Linked DNA regions of Mus musculus: region 1 is linked to region 2. The links are chromatin contacts, called in public HiChIP or PLAC-seq maps. All regions are on one chromosome and are shown on one strand. Each heading gives the region's core, a stretch centred on a gene start, on an enhancer-like site or on the middle of the called end of the contact. The rest is flanking DNA. Distances are from core to core; before and after follow the strand shown. Region 1 has its middle 45 kb from the start of Gm46842. Region 2 overlaps Chd7 (chromodomain helicase DNA binding protein 7).

Region 1 (6,519 bases), core at 367-2,866, 140 kb after region 2:
AGCAAGTGTGCTCCTCATGCCTGGTCTTTGGTGGAACTGGTGATCATCTTTGTGCAGTGCAATAAATAATACTTTTATTACCTGAGCTATCTACCCAGCTCTAGTGCTCACTTTTCTGTAGTACTGGTGAGTGAAGTCAGAGCCTCACACAGGCTGGAGAAGTCCTCCACCACTGAGTTACCCTCATGGCCGAGGGGGACACATTCAACCATAGCAAGCAAATGACTGCCCATGACCTGAAGCAAGCTCAGATTCTTTAGCGAGATTTGCAAAGTCTCACACATAGATACTCATCCATACTCACGTACCATTATGCATTGTGGGGTGCAGATGAAGTCCAAAGTAAGTGTGTATTATTGCCATGAGCAGAGCCATGGCCAATTTCTCAGTGCCTCAGGCAAGGCCTTCCCTGGGTCATTCTCAGAGGGATGGCAAGGCCTTCCTCTTGTGTGGAGTTGACACTGTGTGCATAAACTGTCACCCAGAGCTCCCTCCTCAGGGATGACTGCAACCTGAGACTGCTCTCCTACAGAGAGCTGCTAGCTAGTCTCCTCCAGGATTTCCGTGACCTCAGCTCTGTGTAATAAACTTGTGTTTCCAGGCTGCTGCTGGCGCTCCTCCATCGGAGCACGTGGCCCATACAACCCCAGCCTTTTTTGTATGCCAGTCATTTCCACATTCCCTGGTCACCTAAGTCATGCCAGTCCTACAGCAGATCGTGGTAGCGTATGTTGTTCCTTCCCGCCTTCTACTCTTCCTACCCTGTCTCTGTCTCCACAGCCACTTCAGTGGCTGGCAGGATGCAGAACTCCCAGTGGCCCCGAGGCGCTGTGTGCCTTGGCATCTGTTTAACTGTGACTGGGATACACAGCGTCTAGGCTGGGGGTCCTTGTGTGGTTCCAGTCGTCTTGATTCTTACCATATCTTTGGGCAAGCGATTTAACTTCTAAGAGGTTCTGTGCTGACCTGTGAAAATGGTTCACTGTGAAGTTACCTCACAGGCTGTTGGAGACAGCCTCCTGCACAGAGCCTCCAGCACCATGACTCTCACCCTCTATTCTTCGTTTCTGGAGATTCTAAGGGTGTCCTTCTTGTGCTGTCTGCCTTTGTACCTCGCTTCTTCCCATTCATGATACACACTAACTTCCTCTGTAATCCTTGCTGGTTGTCACCTACTGTGTGATCATGCCGCCAGTGTAGAGGCAGCTCAGTGTGTCCCATGACAGTCCTACCTCATAGCTTAAAAATGAGAGTTCTCAGGAAGAAAGGAAGGGAGGGAAGATGAAGCCTGAGGCAGAAGCAGAATGGAGCTAATCTGACTTGACCATGGAAAGGATGTTCCAATTGATCATGAAGGTGGTGGGACCCTGGCAGGCCGAAGCAGGATGGATCCCACTCTCGGAGGGCATTCTGTAGTTTCACAGACATTTGATTAGGGTCCCCTTCTGCTGATTGTTAAATGGATTTGTTTCCCTGTCACAGTTCTACCTTAAAGAATAGCAGAAGGCTAAGCTGCATTTCTGACCAGCAGCCCCACTGCTATCAGCACAGAACTATGAGGCCAGCCTGCCTGGTGCTGTGTTGGCTTAGAGCGCCCTTCTTTTAAGTGCTGGTATTTGTTTACCCAGAGTCCATTGCAAACCTGCACAGAGCAGCGAGTCCTCCTCCTGTGAGGAGCTCCTTCCTGCTGAGCTGGCTGACTCGGGACTTGGTGTGACGTGAGCTCAGGCAGAGATTTGGCTCCTCTTAAAGCATGGACAGGCTTCTGGAGTCCCAGGGCTCCCACTGCTCACAGCCAGAGGCAGAGCCCAGCTGTCTGCAACCCTCCGGGGACTCCAGTCTGTTTACTGAATGGTCATATGGTAATCTCTTCCAACTCATGAACGAGCTGCACCGTTCCCTCATCTGCAGACCAGTGACCTCACCCACCTAAAATGGAGCAAGTGTGACTCAGGAATGTAGCCAGCTAGACTCTCACTGGAGCCCAGGAGAAGCTGGGCGGGCTACTCACGGGCTCAGGGACTCGGCTGTACATTGTAATCAGTCCCTGAGCCTGGAGCAGCCCCCAGCCAAGGGGTGTGTTCTCTGTGGGGTGGAGCTGAGAGGTGCCTGTGTGGACACTCACACCTGCAAGTTGCTTGTCTCAGGTGGTGTGCATCACTTCTCATCCCTCAGAAGGGCCTCTGACTACAGGCTAGTGAAGCTGACCCCATGTCCTTAGCTAGTCACCCCCAAGATGATGACACCAGAAAGAGGATGGAGAAAACACCTTGCAGGGAGGTGAAAGGCATGTGATCTCATAACTGGAAGGTAGAAACATGACTAGGTATTGTTTTACTGTTTATCATTCCTTTTGAATTATATTTGCTTTCCCCTTCCAAAAATATTGCATGTGATGACTGGGAATATAAAATAAATTACCTTTGCTATAGGCTGCTGGGTTTATTAGCCTCTTTCAAGCTCTTGACAATGGAAAGGACAGTGTGACCTACAGTCGACTCCTTCCAAGGAGCTCTTGTTCTCTCCCCCCGCCCCCCTCTGTACAGGACCTCTGTTATTTGTGCATATAATGGCTTAACTCTTTGAGTTACCCAGAGCTCTTTATTCTTTCCCTAGTTTCTACTGAAATGTCAGTTATTTTTATTTTCTAGGGTTGGGGACTTGGCTCAGAAGCAGAGCATTTGGCTAGCTCGCTCAAGGTCTTGGCTTCCATTCCTAGTGTGGTGGAGAAAATCGAACAAACACATAAAGTAATTGAACTTTATCGAGGCATAACTAGCCATTAAATGCTGTGTCTATCTGTAGCATACAATGTGATGTCGTTCCCCCAGGCCCCCTTTTCTGTGCTTGTGGTTGAAACCATGGCTTCAAGAATACTGAGCAGGTATCCACTGTAAGTCACATTCGCAGCCACTCATCCCAGCTGAAAGTTTGCCCATGATTTACATTTCAGGCAGATGACCTATGTTATCCATGCTATGTACATTTGAAAGAGCAAACCTATGAGAAAACAAGGCCAGGGAGTAAGAGAGAGAGACAACATAAACGTTAAATAGCCCCAGAGGTCAATCGTGTATTTGGATAAGATCTTTATACCAAAAGGACTCGTGAGGGTGGAGCGAGGCAGGCCATTTTCAAGAGCAAATGTTAATAAACTCACGGTCATCCCCTTGACAAGTAGAGATCAATTGGCAATATGGAATCCTTCACTCCTGGTGTGTGTGTGTGTGTGTGTGTGTGTGTGTGTGTGTGTATGTGTGTGTTTGTTTAGAAAGTGAGTTTTAGGGTGCTATCTCTCTGAGAGTCTGGAGGGTTTGGGAGGCAAAGATGTCACTTTAATGGGCAAAAGAGCAAGGGTCATTATTTCCACCACCATGTTTGCTATGGACCCCTGGACACGCGCTTGACACATTCTTTCTTGTTAGCAGGCCTGGAGCAACAGTGGAGAATATCCAAACGTTTCTCTAAAATCTGGGCTCCAAGCACGTTTTCTCAAAGGCAGATCACTGCCCTTATGAGCAAATTCCTCCCGGCCTGTTCAGAGCCACCTCTGCTTCTGGCAAATGGTTTCTCAGAGCAAGGTAAGCAAGCTCTGGAGAGCTGGAGACTGTATATTTAAACAATTACAGGCCTGTGTGCCTCAGCCTCCTGCGGCACTGTCCCGGCAAGATGGTGTAATATGTGTGCTTTACATATCAATAGGCGAGGAGGCTGCTTCCAGATGGCCGTACCTAGTTCAAAGCCACCTTTTTATGCTGAAGGAAGACTGTGTGACCTCCCTCCAAGTAAATGTGTTTTGTAAGCCCTGGGAATGGATGTTTAAAAAAATGGTCTTGGACCATATTTCATGTCCAGTCCAACGTGTGGTGTGTGCACAGCTGCTCTGGGCTGGCATGTGGTAGCATATTAAAAGGAAGATTACCATTTCCAATTTTTCCCCTTCTGAAAGCTTGATATGCATATATGAAACTTGTGGAAAAAAATAGGCATAATGAGACGGGGAAGCCAGGTCTCAAGGCACTAGCCAGCACACATCTGGAGTTTCAGCATTCTACAGATACTTCCTTATTCCCAGGAGCCACAGCCGGAGTGGGAATGGTAGCTTGGTATCCATGGTGAACATCCCTATCTCACTGTGCCAGGTGTGTGTGCGTGAGTGTGTGTGTGTGTGTGTGTGTGTGTATGTGTGTGTGTGTGCATGATTTCCTGAAAAGGCTGTCCTCTGTGGGGGTGGGGAAGTGAGAGGACAAGAGATGAGAAAAGGGAAACACAGAAGGGAGGTAATTAGGCGCCACCTTGTCCAGGGGAACCTGCACAGGAGTCTGGAAAAGGCTGGGCTTTGGAGAGGCCAGTGCAATCAGAGGATGCTCACAGAGCCTGCTTGCTGCCTGTCAATCCACGCTTGTTTCTATGGGGACAAGGCCAGTCAAGAGGAACCCCGGGGTCAGAGAAGCTGCACAGATAGCAACACCAAGCAGGATGGGTCCTGCCGCTTGGCTCTTGTGCACGTTGATATCAGGTTTGAATTGAGAATCTGAATTTATGTCGTTGGTTACCATCCTGGAAGCTGTGAATTTAAACCGCACAGTAACTTCTTTAAAAGAAAGCTTCAAGGGACAGTTAAAAATAAACCTGATTTATTTAAGGTTTTTGTTTGTTTGTTTGTTTGTAACAGTCTTACAATGTAGCCCAGGCTGGACTTGAACTCTCTCTTCATCTTCCTGCCTCGGTTTCCTGCTTCAGCCTCCTGTGTGCTGGGGCTACAGGTGTGTTCCTCCAACGAAGGTTGAGGGATATTGCTTGCATAGTGTGACTTATCGGCTGGTTTTTATATTTCACTTAACCGACAGCAACAGGGAAATGCTGGGACTTGTATACAGAGCTGCCTTACAGAAGATGGAAATAGACCGCGGCTGCGAAGTTTTCCCCAAGAAGAGAGTTTGTTAGTTTTTTAGATTCAAAAGATGAGTAGATTTTGATTAAAAAAAAAATTGAGCCACAAGACCACGAGGTTCCAGATGCTTCGCGTAAAACAATGCCCCACAGGGAGGGGAAGTGTGGGGTCCTGCTGCAGGCCACCCTTAGAAGGGCTATAAACAGCAGCTGCTTCTATTGTGCGTGCCAAGTGCTGCCTATTAGGAGAGGCTCCCAACTCCTTGTTTCTTTCTCTTCAACCAGATGTGACCAAGCAGGAGTTTGTCAATTTAGGGGGTGGAGGGGTGGACCCCAGATGGTGGGAACCAGGAAGTGGGGAGGTACAGGGAGCTTTGGGAAGTCGGTTCATCTGTATTCCCTCTGCTCAGCAGTCTACAGCTGAGGCCGAAGGGGAAAGGGTGCCTGAGATGTGTGTTTTGCAAGCTCAAATATGGATCGAAAAAGTACAGGGCAGAGGAGTGCTAATGGAAAACCAACTGAAGGGGCCCTGCAGTCCCCTCAGATGGAGGGCAGGAGAGGGGTAAACAAAGGAGCCCCACATTGCTGGGACCCAGGAGGACCCAGGTGATGCAACAGGAGGATGTGGGCTGGAAAAGACAGAGGCTTCACCCAGCTAGCTGCACCTGGCCAAGGTTTCATCAATTCCCAGTTGGCAGAGCATAGACATCAACCTTGGAGCTACACTGCCTCTAGTTAGTTAAGCAAGGGTGTTTACTTGTTGCCATTTAAAAACCTGTGACTTCAGACACTCTTAATCTCTCTTTTCTCCAGGTAGAGGACCTTTGAGGCATAAACCAAACCAGCCTTCTATACAAGTTGCTCCCTGCTAGGACAGCCAGGGATCAAGTCTGAGGAAGAGGTGGCAAAGCTACCTCCCACACAGAGACAGCTCCTATCTTCAGTGCAAGGGACAAGCCCAAGGGTCCGTATGGAGGTTGTCTTCTGAGGTGCACAAGAATGTGTCTACACCGGTTTCTGTCACAGCAATTTCCCAATTACACAGTAGGGGAAACCTCCACATAGCTGAGTAGGAATAATTCACAAGAATACTATAGCTAGATTATAGATTTATACAGGCCTTCATGCAGATCCCAGTAGATGCCAGGGAAACTCTTGCACAAACAGGTAAATATGTTCCCAACAGCAGTACTCTGAGTCTTAGAGATTTGGATGGTGTGTGTTGTGTGTGTGTGTGTGTGTGTGTGTGTGTGTGTTTGAGGAATGGTGAACTCGATGTTAATTTCAATTTTGTTGCTGTGGGGAAACAAAGATCTTTCCCTAGCACTGACAAAACAAAAGAGGGCAATCTTGAATAAACAACTTCACAAGAAGAAGTTGTACTCAGCTCACGGTGTCAGAGGGTTTGCCTATCATAGCAGAGGGGAAAACAGGGCAGTTCATGTCATAGTGATGAGGAAGAAGAAAACTGAGATAAAGGATGCAGCCAGAGCAAGACAGACTACAGGGGCATCTCGAGTGGCTTCAGTCCCTCAGCTAGCACTACCTCTCAGCTCCTTTGCACTGTCTTTCAATGATGCCAATACATTATGACTCCATCATGCAATTAGTTTACCAATCGGGCCA
Region 2 (6,626 bases), core at 2,220-4,719:
ACACGAGCACTACTTAGCTCGTTACAAAGGCTGCCTTTTCCTAATGTCTCTAGAACTGTTAGTTTGTGAGTACAGATATATGGTAAAATGTAAATAGTTGGCATGCTTCAAAGAGTGGTCCCCTTCACTGGACTGGCGCTACTTGAGGAAGATAGCTGTGTTCTTGGAATGGGATGCACTCATGTCTGTTGAACTTGTAGTACTTCGGCAGGCATACTTAGCAGGCTTAGAGCTGAGATTATAATTAACTCTATTCTCCATAGCTAGTGAGATTGTACCTGATGCGGACATGGCTTTTCTTTCTGTTTTGCCTGCTTCAAAGAACTTAGTTTTTCCCCCTCTGCCCACCTTTACTGGCAGGTACCTATGGATTACAAATTGATATTACAGCCCCGTGTGGCTCGCTGTAAGGCATTAGATGTCATTGCAGATGTATATGAAGATGGAACATTTATTGAAATGGCTCTCAACCTCCCTAATTCGTGACCCTTTAACACAGCTCCTTATGTTATGGTGACCCCCCCCACCAGAAAATTTTTTTCATTACTACTTATAACTGTAATCTTGTTACTGTTATGAATTGAAATGTAAATATCTGATAAGCAGGGTGTCTGATACGTGACCCCTGCAAGAAGGTTGTTCAAGCCTCAAAGGGGTCATGACCTGGGTTGAGAACCACTGATTTATTGGCTTGGTGAATGTGGGAATGGAGAAAATTGGTAGGAAAAGTTCTCTGGAAGACAGGAACTGTCTGAATGTAAGGATTGTAGAGAGCCCACAGATGCTCATCCGCTGCCGCCGCTCAGAGGCTGCTAAAACTCCATCAGAAGAGACAGACCATTAACAGCCACTAACTTTTTAAACTGCAAATGTTCTCAACATTCGTTGCTTTAATTTATAATTGCTATAAGTTTATCATTTTAAAAAATGATAACAGGGGACAATATTGCACGTGGAAAGAAAAAGAAATTTGATATTTTCCTGTGGACTCTAGCTGTGCTTCCTCTTACTATGAATAATTTAAGAATTGTCTCCCAGGGAGAGCCACCTCAGCTTCACACACCATGACAGTGGGCGTGGCTTGGCATTTAAATATTGTCCTAAACACAAGTTAATGTCCCCAAGACCCAGGAGAGGGGTCTTGTATATGAACATTGAGGTATGTTTGAATGTGTGTGTAGATATTTAGAGTGCATAGGTGTTTTGTTTTCCATATTTAGTTATAGCACTTCCTATATGCCATCTATCTATAGAAAATAATCCAAGCCCTTTTCCTTTTAGAATCATAAGGTCAGAAGTTATCTTAGAGTCAGAATCTGGGTGTACTATATACACAGGAGAGATACTATCCCCTAACATTTATTTTTCTTTATTTAACATATGTTTTCTCCATAAGGAGTTATATTAGATTCCAGGATAATTGAACATAACAATAAAAAATAGAACATTTTATAAAGTTAAAGTCTTAACTATAGTCTCCAGAATATCTTTATTTTCTCACTCAGTACTCTGTAACTCACTATCTCTGTTTGAGTATGAAATATATTAGACCAGAAGCAGTTTATTATTCTTCTCTGTATACTTTTTCATTTTTTGTTCATTATTTGTATAGTTTTGAGTAGAAGAGCTGTCTAATTTAGCAAGGCTATTCTTTCCTTGAGGGTGCAGGTTATCATGTGCTAACGGCTGTTTCAGGCCACGTTAGAGAACTAGGCTTGGCTCCTTGGTCACATGAACAGTGAGACAAATATGTTAATATAGCCAAAACATCAGGTTTCCTGTAACCTGTTATGATTCCTTTACATTCATTCCTGGGGAAGGAAAAGAATACCCATTTTCAAATGTCTATTGAACTCATGAAAATACTCAGAGCACTGTCAGGTTAGACAGTAGCTGGCCAAGGAGTGATCTCAGTGTTTGTGTGTGTGCGTATGTGAAGCTGTGCGTTATCACCCTATCATTCATTGAGTCTGCAGAGTATGGAAGTTTCTGCACACTGGTACTGTGGGCTGCTGGAGGATGGACAAAGGAGATGTCTTTAGTGAATTCTTGTAGAGAGTCATGACTCAGCATTCTCTCCGGGAAGCATGTGCACACTTACGTGAAATGTAGTTAGCAGCTGGAGTTGAAGCTCCACAGAAGAACATGGCCATGTTTTATGTGTAGCCAGTTAAACAGAAGACAGCAAACAAAATTTTTGTTTACTTGGGGACATGGCACACGCCTTTAATCCCAGCACTCAGGAGGCAGAGGCAGGTGGATTTCTGAGTTCGAGGCCGGCCTGCTCTACAAAGTGAGTTCCAGGACAGGACAGGAGGGCTATACAGAGAAACTCTGTCTCAAAAAAAAAAAAAAAAAAAAGCAAAGCTGTGTTATGGTTAGGACCTTTCATAAGCCCACTAGAGTAAAATGAGATGTTCGTACGTATTGGCCATATTCTAGAATATCTAGGCTTTGCACTGGTGAGAAGCAGTTTAAAATGCACATTTAATTGAAACTGATAAAAGGTTGGAGGGAATTCTAAAAGGTCTTTAACTGTGGTTTGAGTGTTATGTATGGAAGCCAGCCGGAGTGCCCTTATAAGACATGTGCCCTCTGTCATCCTCCACGCTGGCTCTCCTGTTTGGCCCCAACCATGTTCCTGTTCACCCTCATTTTCTTCAAAGATCTATGAGACCACCCAGCACCCATGTGTGAGCCTCCAGGCAAGCTCACCAGCTCTCGTAGGAGCAGAAAAGAACTTCCTGACACGTGGGTAAAGGCTGTTTATGGTTTACATCTTTGCTTTATCTGCTCAAACATTGTAAGAAAATGACATATTATGAATCCTTTCACACTCCAAAAGCAAAAGCCAAAAGGAAAAGAGAGGTTCTAAACCATAGCATTGATGTTGTCTTCGGTACTTTCTGGAAGCACTCTGACCACCGAAAGCTCTTGACTCGGCGGACATGCATCGCAATTTTAACCCACCGAAATGTGGGATTGGAAGTGTTAATTTTATTTGGCTGCCATGTGTGTGAGACATCTTGTCTGAAAGACTTTAATTGTTCCACTGAGTAAAACTCAAACCATGAGTAGTGATGCCCCGAGTCCCACCATAAGAGCAAGGTTTCCTTTTATATGGTTTCTTGTTTAGAGTTATTAACTATATGGAGAAATAAATGTCTTTTAAATATTTTAAAACATTACAAAACCCACAATGTAAAGTTGCCATGAGGCAGCCAAAAATAATACATATGGCATTCAGGAGAGCAGTTGCTAATTGGCTGCTGCCTGAGAAAATGGTACACTTGGCGTCTACTTAACACTGCGGGTTTGGCAGCCAGCCAGGCTTGGGGTCAGGTTGTTGTGAATGAAGCTGCATGTGGTTAGGGAGGGGTTAAAATGATTCATGCCATACAATCACAAGCGCGTTGAGTGGAGCAGCGTGCATGTGCCTGAGTACGTCAGTCCCCACGGCACAGGCTGCCCAGGCTTCCTGTGCGCTCCTCTTTCCAGTCAGGCCACCTCAGGCATTGTGTCCCCCTGTGGGAGTATGTGGCTGCCTTTGAAATCGTCGGTATATGATTTTAACGTGTGTACCTCAATCTTCTTTCATTGCAGAAGGAATCTGGCGAGGAGGTAGAAGTTGAGGAATTTTATGTGAAGTACAAAAACTTGTAAGTAAATTGTTCCTCCTTTCAGCGGGGAAGGGTAGACCTGGAGTACAGGACTCTTTAAGAATTGTGAACATGGAGAGTTTGGTATGGTTTCTTTGCTGCCTCAGAAAGGCTGTTTCCTCCTAACTTTGTTATTTGTAGTACTTTGCACATGCTTTTCTAGAAAATATTTAGTGTGTAGAAGTTGACTAATTTTCTTATATAAGCAAGAAGCTCATCATAGATAGAAACATCTGATGTGATCATAGTGAAATAAAGTAGAAGTTGACTGTCCCCCAAAGAGTGGCTCTTGCTCTTCATGGTTGCGCCTCTCCCTGCATCTGTGATGAGAACTCTGTAGCCCCTCAGAGGCCCCGAGGCCCAGGATGCTCTCGGGCTTTGATGCAGTGAGCTCTGGCTTTATGTGCATTGCTTTCCAATATTTGTTTAGTGGGTTTAGTTTAGTTTAGTTTAGTTTTAATCTGAATGGAGAAACACAGCTGCCTTGAGCTGTGTCATGGGATCTGTGTGCTCACTTTGGCAAGTCAGTGTGGTTTTCAGGATTGGTCACTACCCTCCCGAAGAAGACAGAGGCCCTTCCTAACCAGACACACAGCTAAGGACAGACACCTTTGCTGACCACAGATCTGTTCTCTCTGCTTTGCTCCTCTGAAGAAGACATATGTAAAGCCCGGGTGAATCAGTCCTGGGTTTTAAAGGATGATTTTTAGGAGTTGTTGTGAAAACAGCCTAAGAAAGTACATTGCCCCAGGAAAATGTCACCACCGAGTGCCATGTTTCTCTGCTTTTGTCCCTTTGGTCTGCATTGTGTAAATACAGGGTCACTCTTCTGAGGAGGTAAGCAAAACATTAAGTAAAAAGTCTCTCTCAGTCTTACTGTGAGAGTCAGTGAAATGAAGTCTGGCAGTATAAAATAAAATGCACAATAAATGTTAGCTGCCATCAGTATTGTGTCCTCATGGTGAGTTTATGTCTAAGCACATCGTTCATATGAGGTGATTTCCTGTGGGGAATCCTTAACGAGAGAAGCTGAATAGGCAAAGAGGGGGTAACCTAAATGAGTTGCAGGGGGATTTCCCTTGGGTGTGTCAAGTCAGATGGAGGACTGAGGGTTAAGTGTTGATTGACATGTAATTGCACCAATAGATGACAGGCATCAGAGACAGAGTGGGTGGGACCCAAGGGTTGCCATCCATTCACCTGTGGGAAGCTCCAAAGACAGTGTAGGACCCTGTACCAGGGACTGCTGCCAAGCCAGAAGACTTATCAAACAGGCAACAAGAAGTTTAAGGGAGGACTAAGCTGGTTTCCTGTGCACTATTATGGAGATGAAAGAGAAATTAAGCTTTCAATAGAAGTTTTTATTAACTTGTTTTGATGCTAACTCAGATTTGTAAGAACGTTGCAAAAATTGTAGGGTGGATTTTTTTTATTGTGATTAATCTATATCTGAAATACTTGGAGATTGTTAAATATGGTAATGTTTGCTAAGTTGGTGGAATACTTGGGCCTTTATTCTCTGCCCTGGCTAATTCATAGTCAGGGGGGTTCATTTTATTGAGATTTGAATTCTTCTCTCTGGTAGTAGTATTTATTTTGCTCACGTCACTACAGATGTAGTGGTGGGAATCCCTTTAAGCTGGCTCTGTCTTTTCCCTTATCCTGTTTGGAGCTCTGGTGTCAGAGTGTGCTCCCAGCTTGTCCTCTGTCTGCAAGTTGTAGGATCAGTAATTAGATAGAGAATGTAGGAGCCAAATGTGGGCCATGATCTTGCTCATGGCTGCCAAGAAGTCACTGTTGGTAGACGTTGCTAGGATTGTATACACACCTGCAAACACATGTACACGTGATCTTTAGGCACATGTAGCTGTTTGTTATATATATGTGCTTACCTCTACCTATGCCTCCACTTGCCTAACAACAAAACAGTGCCACCCAACTCTCCCACAGGGTACCCTCTGCCCTTTCTCCTTTCAATGGGTAGCTATTCCCCTCTTCAATGATATGAAGCTTAGCTCTTACCATCTGGTTGTTGTTGTTGTTGTTGGTTTGGTTTGGTTTGGTTTGGTTTGGTTTGGTTTGGTTTTGGCAACCTTAAAATATATAGAAAAGGAATTAAGAAATCCTAGCTGAGCTGCTGGTGGTGCACTCCTTTAGTCCCAGCACTTGGGAGGAAGCAGGCAAATCTACAGAGTGAGTTCTAGGACAGCCAAGGCTACACAGAGAAACCCTAATGAAAAAATAAATAAATAAAAAGAGAAGTATTAGCTGAGTTTTTGTTTCAGTTTCTTTGTTTAGGATGTTTTATCCTAGTTTCACAGTGTTAGAGGTTATATACCTTACTCAAAATCCCCTTAGTCCCAAGGTCTCCATGACTTTATGTTTACCCACACACCACTGAGTTGAGCAGTGTCAGTTTTCGATTTAATTTTATCTTCGACATCTCCTTTGCATTTTTAAGTTGGTGAAACTATTACAATGAGTCAGAAGTCGGAGCTGTATACACAGATAGTCAGGTGAGAAGTGTCCCTTCTGCTGTAACCTACCATTCAATACGGACCTGCTTCTTACACTTCTGACTGACGCGAGTAGCAGCTATATAGGTCGGCATGTATGTGCACACATAGGTAGGCATGTATGTGCACACAGAGGTGCACATGCGTTTCCCTGTCTTACAAGGTTGTATAGCGTTACTATACCTTTTGCTCTTCCCCCTCCTTCAGTACTATTCTGGACATCACTGTATGAGTCTTTGTGGGGTGTGTGCTGCCTTTTGCTTTTGGTTTTTACGGCTTCCACTACATGATTGTTGTGCATCTCTTCACTCTTCCACATCTGTGACCTTAGCAATAGCGTCTTACATTTTGTAGTGATAGACAGCGCCACAGTGATTTTTCTCAGGCATGCCTATATATTTTTTAAATTGTTGGATATTTACCATTAGGGTGAATTCCTAAAAAAAAAAAA

Evidence for each region. HiChIP or PLAC-seq counts read pairs in DNA pulled down with a chosen protein or histone mark.
Region 1: a contact with region 2 is called in an HNF4G HiChIP or PLAC-seq map of pancreatic cancer cells. The contact joins two enhancer-like sites. A contact is called at or near these places in 2 of 115 datasets of contacts at active chromatin or transcription factors (effector CD8 T cells and pancreatic cancer cells).

The regions. Positions count from the first base shown.
Region 1 is chr4:8,952,810-8,959,328 of GRCm38.p6, forward strand. No RefSeq gene overlaps it. Among named protein-coding and RNA genes, the nearest start is that of Gm46842, 45 kb to the left of the region's middle. Within about 2 kb of position 1,617, at least 153 of the 459 cell types and tissues checked have an H3K27ac peak or open chromatin away from gene starts, as enhancers often do. A contact at or near this core is called in pancreatic cancer cells, where this site is marked.
Region 2 is chr4:8,807,837-8,814,462 of GRCm38.p6, forward strand. Chd7 (chromodomain helicase DNA binding protein 7) reads left to right here. Exons shown (of 38, transcript NM_001277149.1): 7 at 3,604-3,659. Among named protein-coding and RNA genes, the nearest start is that of Gm46841, 94 kb to the left of the region's middle. Within about 2 kb of position 3,470, at least 108 of the 459 cell types and tissues checked have an H3K27ac peak or open chromatin away from gene starts, as enhancers often do. A contact at or near this core is called in pancreatic cancer cells, where this site is marked.